Linked DNA regions of Mus musculus: regions 2 and 3 are each linked to region 1. Evidence: chromatin contacts called from public HiChIP or PLAC-seq and promoter capture Hi-C data. All regions are on one chromosome and are shown on one strand. Each heading gives the region's core, a stretch centred on a gene start, on an enhancer-like site or on the middle of the called end of the contact. The rest is flanking DNA. Distances are from core to core; before and after follow the strand shown.

Region 1 (3,874 bases), core at 1,016-3,515:
CTCCTTGGGATGGCAGGGTGAGCCATGTACCAGACAATAGAGATGAGAGGACAGCAGGCAATACACCTTTGGCTGTGCCCCAAGTGGACTCACTTTGTCCATTTTTAATTGGGCTTTCCCTGGCCATTGAGTTATATGAATCCTTTCTCTGGCTTTTTGTACTAACCTGTTGAGCATGGTTTATAGCTGTCATCTCACTTCTGCTCCCGTACTATAAGGCCACCTTTGCTGATGACCTTTGACAATACTACTTGTCTACTTTCACCTCTTGTTTGTGCTCTTAGGGGTCAAATCCAAAAAAAACATCACTGCCCAGATTGATGTCATGAAGTTCTTCTCTGCCTTAGTTCCCTTTCTATTGCCATGAAGAGACACCATGGCCAAGGCAAGTCTTATAAAAGAAAGCATTTAACTGAGAGCTTGCTTGTAGTTTTAGAGAGTTAGTCCATACCTGTTCTAATAGGCCACACCTCCTACTCTCTCTAATCTATTTCAAACAATTCTACTCTTTGGTGACTAAGCATTCAAATATATGTGTATTTGGGGGCCATTCTTGCTCAGCTCACCAAATTCCCTTTGTTTACTTTTAGTAGCTTTATAGTTTAAAATATAAAGTTGAGTCTTTAATCAATTTGAGCTGGTTTTATATATGGAGTAAGATGAGGGGCAAATTCCTTTTTCTCCATGTGGATTTCCATGGTAAAGGGTACCTTCTATCCATGCGTGCTCTAGCATTATTGTTGAGAGTCAGCTGATTCTCAGTGAGTACACTGGTCTCAAGTCAGGGCTCCGCACAGACAGTCCCATACCAAGCAGCTGCAGGACACAAACCTGGAGGCAGAGACCCTGGACTTATCAGTCCTTGTAGCATATACTTTGGGATACATGTAGTTCTGGAAGGCCAGTGACGCTGGATGGTTGTATGAATTACTTTTCTGCTGCTGTAATAAAACACCAGAACCAAAGGTGTCTTACTGAAGACTCTATTTTGGCTTAAAGTTTCAGAGAGTTGGAGCCCATGTTGGTAGACACAGAAGACAGACAGATCAGGAAGCTGAAAGATTGCATTTCAAACAGGCATGGGACAGAATGAGTGGGTGGTAGTATAAAGCTAAGACCTCTGAAAAACCCAGCCCTGGTGATGCACCTCCAGCAAGACTGTACCACTTAAAGCTCCCCATACAGCACCACCAACTGGGCAGCAAGTGTTTGAATGCCTGAGCCTATGGTGGGCATTTCAAACTCAAAGCAGCACAGTGATCACCATGGAAACAATCACTTTCTGGCCAAGGGGACTCATGGCATTTGTTGGGACCTAGAACTGTGCAACCCACTCCAGTGACCATAGCCAAGCCTGGGCAGGCTGGAATGGCAAACTTGCAGGACAGAAGGCTCTGGAGGATATCCCTAGAGGCTTGAGGGACTGGCTAGGGTGTTGGAGTCAGGGGAGGTATATTCATGAGAGAAAGGGCTGAGAAAGGGTAGGATCCATGGAGGCTTGCAACATGTTCTGGGCTTCCTGTCAAGGCATCTACTCTGGACACTATTGGGGTATGACTCTGAGGGTAAAGGAAGAGGATGCACAAAGGGGACACAAACATTCCAGGCAGGAACTTTTGCCATAGTTCATGTAGAGGCAGAGGGGTGTGGTCCTGAGGATGAAGCATAGCTTAGGGTCTCAATGGCAATGGATATCCTTTCAAGAAGAGGGATCAAGCCAGTGGAGACTTGGGATATTAGGGAAAGAACTCAGGGAAGACTGGCAGTATCTGGAAGAATTCTTAAGTACAGCCTAGAGATAATGGCAATGGGGGGACCTAGAGGAGAGCTAGGACCTGGGTCCTCAGCTCAGGTCCCTGGGGCTAGGATATTAAGTGGGAGGTGTGACAGTAGCCAAACAGCCTGAACCTGGGCTGGAGGTCAGAGTGGAGAGCACCTACTTATGATGGAGGGCACCAGAGCCCTGCTGCACATATCTTTGATGCCCAAGTAATGCCCTAGGAGGCAGTATGAACCGAGTTCTGCTTCAAGTCTGAGCTCTGAGGGCAGCAGGCTCAGTTTCATATGCCACCCCCCCCCCCCCATGTGTTTCCAGAACTCCAGTCTTTGGAGACTGGTTTGGCACCAACCAAAAACCACAAGCAAATTGCCAGTGGTAAAATATCTCATAAACATCGCTTCTTGCAAAATCCTGGTCATAACCACGGAGCATTACCCAACAGTGAAGCAAGACCTGTGTACCTTACTGGAGAGTCCAGGGTCCCCTGGACGGTGTGTCCTGCCAGCTTGGGAGTTCCCATTCTTGGTGGCCAGATTCCTCAATGGCTACTTGGAGCAGCAAAGAGAAGCAGAGACCAAGGACCCTTGAGACCAGAGCTTCTTTCCCCTCCTGCCAGTAGGAAGTGTTTACTGCCCAGAGCTGACTTGGGCCTGCCAAACACCCGGCTTCTGGTGGCCAATGGGCTTCTGGCTCTACAGTGAGAGCCATGATCCAAATGTGCTCAGTGAGCAGAAGCAGAAGTGAGGACACACTGGATCTGGCAGGGTGTGGCAAGGCAAGAGATTTATCTTGCTCTACTTGGGCATCCCTGGACCCATGGTGTGAAGAGAACTCTGATAGACCATCAAAGGGGTGGAGTGGAGAATGGTCTCTATTGGCTTCACTTAGATGGAAGTAGCGCCCATTTAGAAATGAAGAATCTTCCCCAAGCACATGGTGAGGGGTCCCAGCAGTGTGCTTGCATAGTTTACACACTGAATCATCATCCTCCCAGATCCAAAGTTAATATTCTTGGTTGCCACTTGTAATGTGATCTTGTGGTTTCTGGCTTCCTGCAGACTTACCCTGCCTGTCATAAGTGGCTGAATTCCATTCTTTTCAAAGTTTGAATGATAGCCCACTGTGTACAGGTATATCATACTTATTCATTTACATGGATAGACATGGAGGAGCTATTGTTATTTGATGGCCATTGTAGGAAGGACAGTCAAGTTTCATCATAGGTGGCCCATGCACCAGTGGGTGATACCCTGTACCCATGGACATACAAGCATTGTTACTGACTCAGTGGCTTATTTTAAAAAGTGTAGAAGACATGAAGATGGGAGGGGAATGTGGAGGGAGTCCTGAGAAAGTTGAAGAAGGAAAGCAGGAAGTGGGGTAGGGGTGAGTATGACCTAACATTTGGTATGTATATATGAAATTATTAAAGAAAAAAATTTAAAGAAAAAATGTCTTCGCTCATTCTACAATTAGCATTTTGTTTTCTCCTGGTTGAATTATTTCAGTTCCTTATGTACTTTAGATATTAACCTTATGATATGTGGCTTAAAAATAAATATATATTATATATATATATATTTATATACATAAATATATATATATTTCATTCTCAAAGCTGCTGGCTGTGGTGGCATACTCCTTTAATTCTCGCACTTGGGAGGTAAAGAAGGGTGGATCTCTATGTCTTCAAACTAGCCTGGTCCTAATAGTGAGTTACAAGCTAGTCAAGGCTGCATAGTGAGACCTTACCTAAAAAAAGTGCTCTAAGTTATATAAGGCTAAATATCTCAATGTCATGGAAACTGCTCCCTCTTGTTTTCTTCTAGTGATTGTACAGTTTGGGATCATATGTAATGTCTCAAGGTTTTACTGCAGTGAAGAGACACCTAAACCAAGGCAGTTCTTATAAAGGACAGCATTTAACTGGAGCAGGCTTATAAGTTCAGAGATTTAGTCCATTTTCATCATGGCAGGAGGCACGGAAGCATCCAGGCAGACATCACACTGGAGGAGATGAAAATTCTACATCTTATTATGAAGGCAAACAGGTGAAGACTGTCTTCAAGGCAGCTAGGAGGAGGGTCTCAAAGC
Region 2 (3,874 bases), core at 824-3,323, 200 kb before region 1:
CTTAAAATCCTTCCTTGGCCAAACTCCAAGCATCCCGCAGCACCCCCCGCCCCCATGCAAAAGGATCAGAAATGATATCTCACCCCTCACTCAGGATGCAATAGTGCCTTCAGTTTGCACATGGGTCAAATCTCCTAAATATATTACAGTGTCCACTCCCTTCTCTGCTGAATTCACAGGCTGTAAGGAGTCACTCCCAGATTTAAAACGTTGCAAAGTTTCTATGTAGCATGAAGCTCCAAATTCTTAACAGACAGTACAGGATCTTATCATGTCACGTACCAAAAAAAAAAAAAAAAAAAAAAAGAAAGAAAGAAAGAAAGAAAGAAAGAAAAAGAAAAAAAAAAAAAGAAACCAACAAATCTCCCATCACACTTTGAAGCCGTTTGTTGGCTCAAGTCCAAACTTACTCAAGTGATATTATAATCTGATACGTCATCCCTTAGAATAAAATTCGCACGTCTTAGCACAGTTCATTAAATTTGAGCTTGTGACCCCACCTTAAAAACTCGGCAATGTCTCTTAATTGTGCAGGACATAAAAAGTCTAGATTCTTGGCATGCGGCGAGAATTTGATTTCATAACAGAGCTATGTTATATCTATCAAACACAGAAAACTCACCATGTCACTCCGTTAGAATTGGATAAATCAAATTTTTAAACATGTGCAAAAACCTCATCACGTCTGAGCCTCTAAATAAATTCCAAACTTCTCTGCATAGTCCCCAACTCGGCCATGTAACTCCTCTAATTGAAACCTTTCCTTGGTGTCTACATTAATCATAGCTCCTTGGCTTGCCCTGAGAGTCAAACTTTGGCATTCTCTCCACATAGAAAGTCAGAGTGTTTGGGCACGATCTTAAATGTGTGCCTGTTCACTTTCCTAGTTATGATTTCTCGGTGTTTCTTGTTGCTTGTAATAATAAAGTCCAAAGCTGTTAGCCATAAAATATGTTTTATCATTCATTCTACAAGCTTATCTCCCACAAGCAAGCAATCTCACCATTAAGTTTTTTTTTTTTTTTAAAGCCTTTTGGCAGAAGCCCAAAGCCCTTAGTGTGATAGAAATTTTTGATTTCTCAAAATAAAGTCCAGATTTCTACCCCAGAAACTTAAATTGATTCACAAAACTCCCACTTAAAATCTTCTCCTACATTTCCAGTAACACTGAAACAACCCACTGTCTTTGCGTGACACCCTCGTTTGACTACTCCATTCTTCACGTCCAGCCTTACAAACTTCCTGCCCGCAACACAAAGCCCACGCGCTTTAGCACTCAGTGGAGCCTGGGGCAAGTATCGCTCCTGTGGAAAACATATAGGTGCTTCCCTGATTTGGGAAATTGAGAGCTTAAGTTGTTTTGCATGAAACATAAATTTTAAACTTTGTATAGCTTCCTTCCTCGTTTCTCCACAGGTGTTCCTGTTGAAAGACTTGAGTCTTTCCTAAGCCAAATTTGATTTTGCTGTTTTTCAATCAAAAAGTTTTTGCATTTTGTATTTTTTTAGTCTTCAGTTCACCCAACAGTCTTTTCTCTTTTTTTTTCTTTTTTGGCTTAGGTATCCTGCTTGGACCCTAAAGAACTTGAGACAGTACCACCGGGTAGCCACCATGCCACGAACATTAAGGATCTGCTGAGGGTACGAGCCCCCCTGTCGCAAGAGAAGGGAAGTGCTACACCAGGTAGGTGGCCCAGCTCAGGGGTCTGCCCCTCTGAGTGGACTTGGGACATGTTGGAATGCTGTCTTCCCTCTCTGATGTCTTATTTTACAATCACCTCAACTTCCCTTGCCTCCTCTACCGAAGCCCATTCTGCTTGCCTCTAGGTCATGCAGACGAGACACTTGTCCGTCTTTCAGATGTGTCTCAATGTATGTTCTCAAACCTTACATAATATCTTTTTGAAAATGTCTATAAAAATCTAGACCTAGTGCCTAGGGTGGGAATGTACCCTTTGGGTCTTTCTCAGACCCTCTGCCCCACAACATTGAAGACAGACACCCCAGTCTCACCACTGTTAGCGCCTGCCCGAGAGCGAGACTTGGTCACGTTAGCTCCTTGATTGCCTCTGAGCAAGTGGCCCATGGTGTCAGGGCTGCCACGGAGCATCTATGAAGGGTTCAGTGGGGGGGGGGCAGGGGGGGCAAATCCCTCAGCGAATACCTTTCCCTGTACAGTAAAGGAAATCTGATTTTAAAAATAGAGCTTGGGAGAGGAGAGGAGAATGTATTTAGGAGCAGAGTTGAATGTTCAGCATGGGCTGGGGTGGGGTGGGGGTGTGAGGGTGGAGGAATTAGGGGAAAGGTGAGGACAGAGGAGAAGGACATGAGGCCCCTAAGAGCTCAGGAGGACAGTGAAGCCACGTAGAGGAGTTGAGGGCAGCCATGGCTCTCAAAGACCTTCTTTGCTATACCTGGGGTCTTGGCTGCAGGATGAAGACCCCTGTTACTTTGGATTTCTTTTATGAGTCATTCGGTGGCACTTAAGTGGTGCTTAAGCCTTCAGGCCTATAGAACTAAGTTTCCTCAGAATAAAGACTCTTTTTTTTTTTTTTTTTTTTTTTTGTCATTGCTCCACTGCCCTGGCCTTCTGGTGGTATGGATGGACATGGAGCACTAGAACAGGGGTAATTGTGCCAGGACAATAAGGGACACAAATTATGTTATTTACTTATTTTGTTTTTCACAAATGTCAGGGTCAAGATGTGCCCTTGGTGGGTGGAGCCCTAGGGTCCTTGTTGCATCTCCTAGTGGAGAAGAGTAGTTTTTGGTCCCTCTTCCTATTCAGCTTGCTGGATGGGCTAAGCCATACCCTCATCGGGGCTTCTTAAAAGGAGCTTGGGTCTAATGCTGTGGTTCCAGTGCCACTGGAGTCTGCAGGGCTACCCACTGGTCTTGCCCATTCCACCCTGGCTTGGGCATTTGAGAGGAGAGAGCCTTTATCTTTCTTTTCTGCATAGCCACATTGTTCTCCTTACTCTGTAGTCTGGATAAAAAGCCTCCATCATCAGGCCTTCATCCCTATGGTGGGGCAACTAAGCTCTTTTGAAGGGAGAATCCAATGACTCAGGATAGAGAGTGAATCAAAGTAAGTTGATGGGCATTTCTTGCACTATACCCTCAGCTTGTTGCATCCGGAGGCAGAGCTGTGCCCTTGACCCAGCAGCCTTGTGTCCTGGCTCCTTCATGTTTAACTGGAAGCATGGGGGTCAGCTCGGTCACTCTCCCAGAATAACTGTGGAGGGGTGGGGGGAGAGTATGCCACTCTGGGAGGGGCTGTGGGGCTGTGCAGGAGCACCAACCCCCCCTTCTTCTTTGGGTTGCCCAGTTGCATAGCCAATCAGCTGCTCCTGAGCCTAAACTTTCCTTTCAAGGCATGTGGGCAGAGATGAGCCTTGGATGGAGATGCAGCCTGCGCAGCTGCTAGCCCCGCTGGGGCCTTGACTTTGCACATGGCCTTCTCTTCCTACCCCTCAGTTTCCCCTTGGCTTTCTTACTTTCTTCTGGCAACAGCATGGCCCAAAGAAACAGGTGGCGCTCAGGGACTCCTGTTCCCCCTTGGTTCTAATACCCGCACCTAGAAATTAGGCTCCTACTTTCATTTAAATCCAAGTCTTCTAATCCAAGCAATGGTTGAAAATTTACAGGTTGTCTAATCCTTGCCTTGAATCTACAGCTCCTGCCTGGCTCTGGCAAATTCTTCTCTATGCCTGGTACTCTTTTAACAACGTGGTCGCACCTTAATGCCTGCAGGCATAGGGCTGACAGTACTTGTATCTTAGAGATGGTGACTTCAGGTCAGGAAGAACTCATTCTAAGCTCTGTGAGAGGTACAGCTCTAGGGCCAGGGATAGAGGGTAGCCAGCCCTATAACT
Region 3 (3,874 bases), core at 492-2,991, 160 kb after region 1:
CCCACAGGGCAGTAAACACTGTGGCCAGACTTCTGGGCGGAAGCCACCAAGCACACAGAGGAAGCCGGCTTGTGAGGAGGCTTTGAAAATGAACTGTTCAAAACAAGACTTGGGGCCTGGAGGTGGCTGAATTGGTGACGTGCAGGCCACACAAGCTTGAGGAGCTGAATGCTGTAAGAAGCCAGGCAGTGTGTACCTGCCACCCCAGCAGAGGAAACGAGAGGATCCCGGGGGCTCACCAGCCAGCCAGGCTAGCGGACCTGGGAGCTCCAGGCCAATGAGAGACCCTTGTCTCCAAAATTAAGGTGGGAAAGTGACTGAGAAAGCATTTGACATTGACCTTTGGCCTACACACACACACACACACATACATACATACACATAAACATACAAACACATGAACACACGCATGAACACATACACACATGAATATGCACACACAAACACATGAACACACACACACACACACACACACACACACACACACGCATGAACATGCACATACATGCAAACACACAAACACATGAACACCCACACACACAGGAGAGGGTAGGGCAGCTGTACAGGCAGCATAAGGGGACAGGGACAGTGGCCTTGGTACATCCATGCTATTGCTCTTGCTGTTGCCCCTGGCTTGCTCTGAGACTCATGGGAAACAGCTCACTCAGCCTAGAAGTGAGGGAGAGTTGTGCTTCCATGTCAGAAAACCTTGGCAGCTTCAGAGTAGCTGGCAAAGCCCAGGAGACACGCGGAGGAGCTCTCTGAGGAGCTGAGGCAAAAAACAAAACAAAACAAAACAAAACAAAAAAACCCAGCTACTGATGTGTAATGACTGCGGGGCCTCCTCAGGAATGTCTCCCCTAACACCCCCTTTTGCTGCCACCTTCCCTCACATGGCTTGTTCTTCTCTCTCTCTCTCTCTCTCTCTGTGTGTGTGTGTGTGTGTCTGTGTGTGTGTGATTGTTTGCAACAGCAGACAGGTGGACACCTCCTAAGGAAAGCCACAGGCTACCCACATGTTCCACCCTGTCCCTTCTGTGTGTGCCAAGCCACAGGGCATCTCTTCTCTCTGAGCCCACCCTGCCTGGGACTGAATACTGAAGAAGACAGGGGGCAGTATCTCAGAGCCCAGATGAGCCTCCTGCCAGGTGGATCCATTGTCTCAGGCTGGGGAGCGGGGGCGTCTAGAACAGGAGCATCAGTGGGAGAGCACCAGGGACCTTGGGACAGGGTAGGGAGACTGAATGCAGATAGATGGCCACTGGGTGCTCATGCCTAAACACCTGGAACTCTCCAGGAATTTGCATACATTCTCTCCCTGCAGACTCTCAAGGGTTCAGGCATGCCCCATTCCACAGAAGAGGAGATTTGCAGAAAGCAAGAGCCCTGCCTGCAGTGAGGCCCACTGTGAGCTAAGTACAGGACACAGGAGAGTGTTAGGCATTGGCCCTAGGAGGTCTGGAATCTGCAGGGGAAGGACATGGGGGACATTGATGCAGGGGTGGGCCTCCTAAGGTCCTCGAGATTTGAGTGCCACCCAGTGTGTATGCAGAAGGGGCGTAGAGGAAGAACAGGGAAACCATTCCTAATTTTCTGTGTGTCCCTGGGTAAGTCACTACCTGTCTCAGGGCCTTGGTTTTGCCATTTGTAAAATGGGTACTGGGACTGGCTAGGATGGAAGACTTCCTGGCACTGCAGTCTAGCAAGGGGGACAGTCAGTGCAGCATAACCCATCCCAGGGCCAAAGCTGAGGCTGAGCGACCTTGATGGAATGTGGAGCACCCTCAAAGCGGCACTGGACACTGGGCTCAGTTTTGGAGATAAAGAAGTAGGCTGGGTAAATTAATCTGAGCCTGTGCGTGCGTGCGTGCGTGCGTGTGTGCGTGCGTGCGTGTGTGTGTGTGTGTGTGTGTGTGTGTGTGTGTGTGTTGGGAGAGAAAGAGATGGAGGGGGGAGTCCAGATGGGTGTGGCTCTGGACATTAGGAGAAAGCCCAGAGTCCAGCACTACCTTGATCCTCACTCACTGTGAGTAAGAGTCTGGTATGCACAGCTCCCTGCCGCAGGGCCTCTGGCGGGAGGAGGGTGGATCCCTGCCAGGTCTCCTGGCTAGCACTGCCCCCCAGTGGCCGTCCTCCGTGCCCAAGGGCCTGGGGCTAGAGTAGATGGTAAACCAATCACAGGGCTCCACTTACCACCCAGGCAGGAGCGCATTTACCCTCTGGGAAAATGAAAACATTTCTGGCCTGAGACCTCCAGACCCACGGAGTTTCGGTCAGCTTGCAAACGGACACTCCACCCTGCCTAGGGGAGAGAGGGGCCGCCTCCGGTACCATACCACCAGGAGCTCAAAGAAAATGACCAGCACCCCAAAGTCCTCCACCTGAAGATACCTCTGCTCTGCCACCAGCTCTTGGTGGCCTCTGCTAAGTCATGCCCTGGCAATAGTTCTCAGTCATTTCCTGAGGGGTGTCAGAGCTCAGAAGCAACATCTTGTGAGCTTAGCACTTCAGGGTCTGATGGTAAGGACCCAGGAGCTGTGTCAAGTGACTTCTCAGCATTCCCCCATGGAGGGACACCCTCGGGCCTCCTCTAACACTGAGGTGAACTAGAGGGGGGAACCCAAACTGAAGCCTCCAAGATTTCCAGAAGCAGGAACCCACCATGTAGCAGTGGGGGCTAAAGGCCAATTCCCACCCAATGGGGCACTTTGTCAGGATCACTGGGGATGAGGGAGTTTTGGGAGCAAAGAGCTTGGCAGTGAGAAGTGGAGGGACCCTCATGGTCAGAGATGCAACAGAGGATGGGGTCAACAGGTAGGGAGAGTTTTCAATGGCTGGTCAGAAGTCAGCCTCCTTTCTGGATTCCTGAGTGGCATGTCAGGTGTCCAGTTATATGCAACTTCCTGATAAGCAGTCATGTTTGGAACATGCTAGCACTAAACACTAGAACCCACACTAACTAGTGATCTGCATTGTTATTTGTTAGATCTGACAGCGATGCTAAGCTTATCTTTCCTTGTTGTGGGGCTTGCCTCTGCTCAGGGCAAACCTCCCTTCTCAGGTTGTTGGGTCTAAAGGGTCTGGAGAGCCCATTGCCTGGATCCTGCAGATGACCTCAGTCTGCAAGGCCATCCAAATGAGAGGGAGTGTCAGCTCAGACCCTGGCCATCTGTTGTGTGTGAGGAGCTGGCCCCTCAGGTGTTTGGTGTGGATATTCCCTTCTATTAGGTCCAAATAGGGAAGGCTTAAAGAGCACTCCGGGGTCTCTGCTTCCTTAGTGAATCTTAGATCTTACCTCCTGGGTGTTGCTCCAGGTCCTTCAGGTAACCCCATATCTCTGCCCCCCACCCCCCACCCCATGCCAACAGGAAAAAAGTCCATTTGGTGGTTACATCCTAGGGCAGCTGCCTGAGTTCGAGACCCCAGACCTGGAGTGGTGAGCCTATGCACTTGCATGCAGCCAGCACGCCCTTGGAAAGAAGATCGATGGACAGCCTCTCCTGGGGACAGAGGTGCACAGCAGGAGGGATGGTCATCTCCCTTGTCTACTGATACACTCGCAGAACCTGGTAGGCCCCGAGGCACACCCTGATGCTCTCCCTGTCTCCTAACCCCACCACGGCCTCCACAAAGAGTTCCCAGTCTAGCAGGGTATTGTCAGGTCAGGGTTGCTCATGGAGGACAAGAGAGATTGCTTCACACTCTCCTGAGGCAGGCCTTGGGCAGTGGGATTTTCCCTCACTGCTTCTAGACTCAGGGAAAGGCACAACAAGAAACCTCTGTGGCCTCTGACTTGATCAGTCTCAGGGATCAGAAGAAGAAGGGGTAGAGGGGGAACGGCATGGCAGCCAAAAGAACCCCAGGGTCACCATGA

The links. Promoter capture Hi-C pulls out the DNA fragments that hold promoters and counts their contacts. HiChIP or PLAC-seq counts read pairs in DNA pulled down with a chosen protein or histone mark.
Region 2: a promoter capture Hi-C map of the 3T3-L1 cell line shows a contact between it and region 1, with 9 times the contacts expected there. The contact joins the promoter of Rtl1 here to the enhancer-like site in region 1. A contact is called at or near these places in 5 of 39 promoter capture datasets (the 3T3-L1 cell line, 3T3-L1-derived adipocytes, embryonic stem cells and 1 more) and 1 of 9 other capture datasets (adipose tissue).
Region 3: a contact with region 1 is called in a CTCF HiChIP or PLAC-seq map of the NIH/3T3 cell line, with 24 read pairs. The contact joins two enhancer-like sites. A contact is called at or near these places in 2 of 15 datasets of contacts at CTCF or cohesin (the NIH/3T3 cell line and embryonic stem cells), 1 of 484 Hi-C or Micro-C datasets (liver), 5 of 115 datasets of contacts at active chromatin or transcription factors (all in embryonic stem cells) and 1 of 9 other capture datasets (embryonic trunk).

The regions. Positions count from the first base shown.
Region 1 is chr12:109,796,821-109,800,694 of GRCm38.p6, forward strand. No RefSeq gene overlaps it. Among named protein-coding and RNA genes, the nearest start is that of Mir3072, 51 kb to the left of the region's middle. Within about 2 kb of position 2,266, at least 27 of the 459 cell types and tissues checked have an H3K27ac peak or open chromatin away from gene starts, as enhancers often do. A contact at or near this core is called in 3T3-L1-derived adipocytes, the NIH/3T3 cell line and liver, where this site is marked.
Region 2 is chr12:109,598,257-109,602,130 of GRCm38.p6, forward strand. It overlaps Rtl1 (retrotransposon Gaglike 1), which reads right to left and starts at 2,074. Exons shown (of 2, transcript NM_184109.2): 1 at 2,013-2,074.
Region 3 is chr12:109,956,795-109,960,668 of GRCm38.p6, forward strand. No RefSeq gene overlaps it. Among named protein-coding and RNA genes, the nearest start is that of Gm34554, 37 kb to the left of the region's middle. Within about 2 kb of position 1,742, at least 31 of the 459 cell types and tissues checked have an H3K27ac peak or open chromatin away from gene starts, as enhancers often do. A contact at or near this core is called in the NIH/3T3 cell line, where this site is marked.